2 separate regions of the Mus musculus genome follow, and region 1 is linked to region 2. Evidence: chromatin contacts called from public promoter capture Hi-C data. All regions are on one chromosome and are shown on one strand. Each heading gives the region's core, a stretch centred on a gene start, on an enhancer-like site or on the middle of the called end of the contact. The rest is flanking DNA. Distances are from core to core; before and after follow the strand shown.

Region 1 (3,196 bases), core at 33-2,532, 130 kb before region 2:
CCAGATAGAACCAGTTTGTGTTGTTAGATGGCCAGAGAGGTCAGTCTTTAGAGGGAACATAGGAAGAACTCCCGGGGATACTGGTGGTAGCTCTTTCCAATGCTGGGGGTGGAATCCTGTCCTTGCACATGCTCAGTGAGTGCTCCAACACTAAGCTGCAGTCCCGGTCCTTACCTTCTATTTCTGGGGCACAGTCTTTTGGTAACAATTCATCACATGCTTACAGGTTGGTGTTGAGCATCGATAATTTTTTAATTGATGGAAATGTGTGTTTTTTTGTTTTTTGTTTGTTTGTTTTGTTTTGTTTTGTTTTTCAAGACAGGGTTTCTCTGTGTAGCCCTGGCTGTCCTGGAACTCACTTTGTAGACCAGGCTGGCCTCGAACTCAGAAATCTGCCTGCCTCTGCCTCCCAAGTGCTGGGATTAAAGGCGTATGCCACCACGCCTGGCTAGTCTGTTCATTTTTAACCAAAGTATTCGCTTTCCCCCAACCCCCATTAAACACCAGGTGTAGCATTAATTTAGAAGGGTCCTGTGGGCTCTAGTCACAGTCCTCGTTTCTGCTGACCTCAGACAGGGCCTCCAAACTCGGTCCAAGCTCTTCTCCCAGGAGCAACAATATCAGAGCTTCTGGAACTGGCTGTCAGGCCGCAGACGCCTCACTCTTCCCAGGCCTCCTCCAGCCACACTGGCCATCAGCTCCTTCCCTTTTTCCACAGTCTCCCACACTCACTCCAACTTCTTGGGCCTTCTCTGAGGAACTCTGCTCTCCTCTAGCACCCTGTAGAAGGGCAAGAAGCAGATGTGACTTGGTAATGCAGATGTGCTTCATGTACAGGCTTCGCTCTGCGCCATCCCTGTGGCCTGGGGAACACCATCCCATGGGAGGGTAAGTAAGCCTCACTCTTCCCTGTTCCTCCACATTGTTGGGACCCCTGAAAGGGACAACAACGTCAGAACAGAGCCTGGCACAAAACCAGTGTAGCGACAACTGTCCAAATGCCCTGAATATACAGAACTTTACATTTCACTTGGAAATGCCTCAACCAGCCAGCCTCATGATGAGAAAAGTCATATTTAGAGAGTGAAAAGGGCTGCCGGGGGTCATTTGTGGCTCTCTGCCCTCTGTCAATGATGCAGGGAGAAAGGCACTCAGGAACCACAAGCAGACCACATGAGTACTCTTTGATTGATGGAGAAGTAGTCAGTGACACAGGGTACTCTATGAGTTAGTACATGGGCCCAAAGACACAGGTGCAATCTTTTCTTTTTGTAAATAAAGTTTTATTGGAACGAGCTATGCATGTTTGTTCACACATGACCTATGGCTGCCCTCATTGAACAGCCACAAAGCTAAGGAGTTGGCATAGTTGTATGGCCCATGAAGTCAACAATATTTACTATCTCACCATTTACAGAAAGTACACTTAGGATTGGAAAGTTAGCTCAGCAGTTAAGAGCACTTGCTGTTCTTGGAAGGGCCCATATTCAATTCCCAGAATCCAAATGGCAGCTCACAACCGTCATCTGTAACTCCAGTCCCAGGAAGTCTGAAGCCCTCTTGGGACTTCACCAGTACCTGGCACACAGATGATGCATGCAGTGGTTTGAATAAAATGGCTCACATTGACCCATACGGAGTGGCAGTATTGGGAGGTGTGACTTTATTGGAGCAAGTGCATCACTGGGGGGTGGGCTTCAAGGTCTCAGAAGCTCAAACTAAGCCTGGAGGCTCAAGGTGCTTTTCCTGCTGCCTGCAGAGCCAGATGGAGAACTCTCAGCTACCTCTCCAGCAGCACAGAGGCCTGCGTGCTGCCATGCTTCCTGCCATGATGATAATGGACTGAACCTCTGAAACTGTAAGCCAGCCTCGATTAAATGATTTACTTTTTATAAGTGTTGCCATGGTCATGGTGTCTCTTCACAACTGATACCCTAACTAAAACATACATACACTCAGATAAAATATTCATACATATAATACATACATACATACATACATACATACATACATACATACATACATACATACATAAGAGAGAGAAGGGGAAAAAAAAGTGTGTCAAGCCTTAATCCGGGAGAGAATTCTTTCCACTGGCCTGCAGAAGGAGTGCTTGTGGCTGCACTGTGGCCAAGTCATTCGTGTTTCGGGGATTAGTAACTTCAATGTAAGCAAATGCATCCCATGGGATACAGTGTGCAGCAAAGAACCAGCTGCACACACAGAAAGTGGCATGTGTGGTACTCAACAGCACTGGGCTGAGAGACAGAGCAGAAGGCACTGTGAGCCTTTTCCTCATGCCTGCCAGTCCTCTAACTGAGTTATGACTAGAGTCATAACTAACTCTGTGCACTTCCTATACTCATTGTACGGCTCGAGGGAGGGAAGATGTGGTTTGGCTTGCAGTTGGAATCCATCGTGTTGGAAGGCCTGGTGACTCTGTCTATGGTGGTAGGTGCATGTGGCAGTGACTGCTCACATACCAGCACACTAGGACACAGCAAGCAGACAGAACCAGGGGCCCAGCTATACCTCTCAAAGGTCCTCCTCAGTGGCTTGCCTTCACCGGCTAAGCGCTGCCTCACAGTGACTCTACAACCTTCTAAAACGTGTGCCAACTTCTGAGGAATGGTGTTGGGCAATCACTCAAAACACAGGACCAGGAGATCACTTCAGATTCAAATCATAACCAACTCACTTAAGGCTTCTCATTTAGCCAACTCTATAAAGTAGGGGAAATTCCTCCCAAAGATGGGGAAACAGAGGCACCAAGGCAACTTTTAGCAAGTGGCAGAACTGGAGTTTTGACCTCAGATGAGACCTCAACCTGTGCTCTTAACCATTACCTCAAACAGAATACAGCTGATGAGCTCCTGGGTGCCCTGGAGATACCCAGTTCTAGTCCCTTGCACCTATGCATAGCCTCCCTTAGGTTTTGAGTAATCTCTGGATTACTTATACTGCAAACACTGTGTAAATAGCTGTGGTCTGTACAAACACAAACATCAAACACTTCGGGAAGTTTGAGAGATGGCTAAGTCATTAAGCACACTGGCTACTCTTCCAGAGGACTGGGGTCTTATTCCCCACACCCTCTTATTTCCAGCACCCACATGGCAGCTCACAACCACCTGTATCCCCAGTTCCAGAGGATCTAACACCCTCTTCTGGCCTCCAAAGGCACTAGGCATGCATG
Region 2 (3,109 bases), core at 404-2,903:
AGGTGTCGCCGGGCAGTGGTGGCACACGCCTTTAATCCCAGCACTTGGGAGGCAGAGGCAGGCAGATTTCTGACTTGGACGCCAGCCTGGTCTACAGAGTGAGTTCCAGGACAGCCAGGGCTATACAGAGAAACCCTGTCTGGAAAACCAAAAAAAAAAAAAAAAAAAAATCAGGTGTCTGAAGGCTATGAGCCACCAATGGAACCCTGGTAATGAGAAGTTCCCTCTGCAACAGAGAAGACTCTCTGTCCATACAGTAATGTTTCAGAACGTGGCAGAAAGGAGGAAATCCCAAAAGTTCTGAGAGGAAAAACCATCATGCCAATCTGGGATTCTTTTTTTTTTTTTTTTTTTTTTTTTTTTTTTTTTTTTATAGCCCTGGCTGTCCTGGAACTCACTTTGTAGACCAGGCTGGCGTTGAAGTCAGAAATCCGCCTGCCTCTGCTTCCAATCTGGGATTCTTAAAGACACTGAAAATGATGCTTTCGGCTTCTGAGAGACGTTTCCCAGTCAGAACTCTATATCCAGCAAAACTTCCAACTGAACACAAACGCAGAGCTCTTTCAGACATTTACAGCCTGCGCACAGGAAGCGAGATGGGCAGACACCCAGCCAAGACTTTACCAAGAGGGAAATCCAGGAAACTGAGCTGAGCTGTGGTGTGCACAAGTGAAGGCAAGCTTCAGGGGAGGAGGGGGATGTTCAGGCAAGCAAACACCTGCACTTCAAGCACACCTGCCCGAAGCCTCAGGCGACCCGGCGACTGTGACAAAACACCTGGTGCAGCTGGCTGATTTGCAAGGTTTCACACACCCACGGAGTTTAGGCTCAGGTGCTAAACTAACGCTTCTGGAAAAATAAAAACACTGAGGGTGTAGCTCACCGCAGAGCATGCGATTCCAGGTACAACACCCACGTCCCCTGCCCCACTCACTGTATTGCACAAATGGCTGATAAGAACAGCCATTTGGAGTCATAGCGACTGTGACCACTGCACTCAGGAAAATTACTCAGAGGAGGCCCCGGCGTAGAGACTTAAGGGTATTGGGAAGTCAACACTTAATTTCAAAACCTAAAACGTGAGAAGTGGCGGCAGTGGCTCACCACTTTGGAAGTGGCTCCCCTAGAAGTTGGGGGAGACATTCAGAATGCCTTGGCATCACAACACCTTCCCCTTCTCCCCAAATATATGCTTTTTTGCACCTTCTTGGCAGGGCCCAAGACCCTTGCTCTCTGCCTCACTCCAGACAGGTCTTTCCTGTCTCCTCGCCTGTGGGGACGAGGTTAAGCCTGGTACTTGGAAGCACTTGGTGTTGAAGTGGATTTTAATCTGAGAGGCCTGGCGCAACCCCCTTACGGTCCTTTGAAGAGTGCTCAAGAAAAGCCACATTCCTGGCGCCCTAAGTGCAAGCTGGAGGTACGAAGCTGAAACTGAGTGGTCAATCTTCTGAAAATGGATATTCCATTTCAAGAGGCCACTTCAGCTTTTAATCAGCTCCTCCTTCTCTTTTATTGTTAACATTAAACATTAAGACATCTTTCTAGGGGTTGAAGAGATGCCTCAGCGGTTAAGAGTGCTTACAGCTCTTGAAGGGGACCTGGATTCCTAACTCAAGATAGATGGCTCACAGCAGTCACTCCAGGTCCAGGGGATCTGATGCCCTCTTCTGGCCGCGGTGAGCATTGCATGAGCACAGTACATACAGAAACCAGCCAAAGCTCACACAGAAAAACGAAAATACATCCTTTATTTTTTAAAAGAAACAAAAGAAAGAAAAGGCACCATCTACTTGTATCCATCCTTTGGGCAGTTCCTCTGAATCCCACAACTTCCAAAAGGTTTTAAATGCTTTAAATGTTACAGGCTTTAAATGTACACACAATATAAAATGAAATTAAGTCACACAGACAGACACAGACACAGACACAGACACACACACACACACACACACACACACACACACACACACACACACACACACACACACACACACAGAGTGTGTGTTTTACACAGGTGGGTTATTTCAGATCCCTAGTTCCTTGGTTTTAAAATGGTCTTCTTAGACAAACAAGGAATTTAAAACATTTTACTTAAAAGGCAAAATGTTCCCAATTAAAAGCCAAAAATCTTGCATCTCTTAGTTAAGCTGGTCAACCCAGACTGGCTCACTATGGAATGCCAGCAAAGACTCAAGCCGCAAGACTCAAGAATGTGGCCTGAGGAGAACAGCTTTCAAACACTGTTGTGCACCAGAAGACTGTGGAATTCCTCACCACCAGATGGCTTTTGGTCCCCGCCCCCTCCCCCCAATTTAGCCTCAAAAACCACACAGCAGCTCTGGCCCTGTCTACTTCAAATAACTGGGATCCAGTTGTTCTGGTGGGGAGCCCTTCCTCCTTACCCCAAACCTGAAATGTAAGTTCAAAGCCAGCCTGGTCTACATGGTGAGTTCTGGGACAGGCAGAGCTACAAAACAACAAAAGGTGGAGTGCTTTTTTTTGTTTTGTTTTGTTTTTTTGAGACAGGGTTTCTCTGTATAGCCCTGGCTGTCCTGGCTGTCCTGAAACTCACTCTGTAGACCAGGCTGGCCTCGAACTCAGAAATTCGCCTGCCTCTACCTCCCGAGTGCTGGGATTAAAGGCGTGCACCACCACCGTCTCCCGAGTGCTGGGATTGACACTCCACCTGGTTTAAAAGGTGGAGTGTTAACAGGCAGATGGTAGAAAATGATCAAAGAATTGGCCTTCCCCCCTCCCCAGTGTTGCCCAAAGCAAGGCTCCTTTCCTTAAAAGTGGAAAATGGCAAAGGGAGTGGAGTGCTGTTCGGGATGACTCTGCTGCACTGTGACATTTAAGGAGAAGAACCAAAAGACAGGCTGGGGACTTAGCTCAGCTGTGGCGTGTCTGCCTACTATGCACAAGGGCCTGGCTTTGATTACTAGCAACAAGTTATCGGGATGTGGTGGTGCATCCCAGCATTTGAGGGGCAGCCAAGGGAACCAAAAATACAAGATCATCTTTGGATATATACCATGTTTGAAGCTAGTCTGGGCTACTTAAGATCCTGGCCTTACAACAACAACAACAACAACAACAAACAACAAAGACA

Evidence for each region. Promoter capture Hi-C pulls out the DNA fragments that hold promoters and counts their contacts.
Region 1: a contact with region 2 is called in a promoter capture Hi-C map of embryonic stem cells, with 5 times the contacts expected there. The contact joins two enhancer-like sites. A contact is called at or near these places in 12 of 39 promoter capture datasets (the C10 cell line, the HPC-7 cell line, embryonic stem cells and 6 more), 6 of 15 datasets of contacts at CTCF or cohesin (the G1E-ER4 cell line, embryonic stem cells, large pre-B cells and 2 more), 36 of 484 Hi-C or Micro-C datasets (the C10 cell line, CD4 T cells, ECoMG myeloid progenitors and 11 more), 9 of 115 datasets of contacts at active chromatin or transcription factors (craniofacial prominence, embryonic stem cells and large pre-B cells) and 3 of 9 other capture datasets (adipose tissue, liver and pancreatic islet).

The regions. Positions count from the first base shown.
Region 1 is chr8:88,392,922-88,396,117 of GRCm38.p6, reverse strand. No RefSeq gene overlaps it. Among named protein-coding and RNA genes, the nearest start is that of Gm34751, 5.6 kb to the right of the region's middle. Within about 2 kb of position 1,282, at least 1 of the 459 cell types and tissues checked has an H3K27ac peak or open chromatin away from gene starts, as enhancers often do.
Region 2 is chr8:88,264,890-88,267,998 of GRCm38.p6, reverse strand. No RefSeq gene overlaps it. Among named protein-coding and RNA genes, the nearest start is that of Adcy7, 28 kb to the left of the region's middle. Within about 2 kb of position 1,653, at least 43 of the 459 cell types and tissues checked have an H3K27ac peak or open chromatin away from gene starts, as enhancers often do.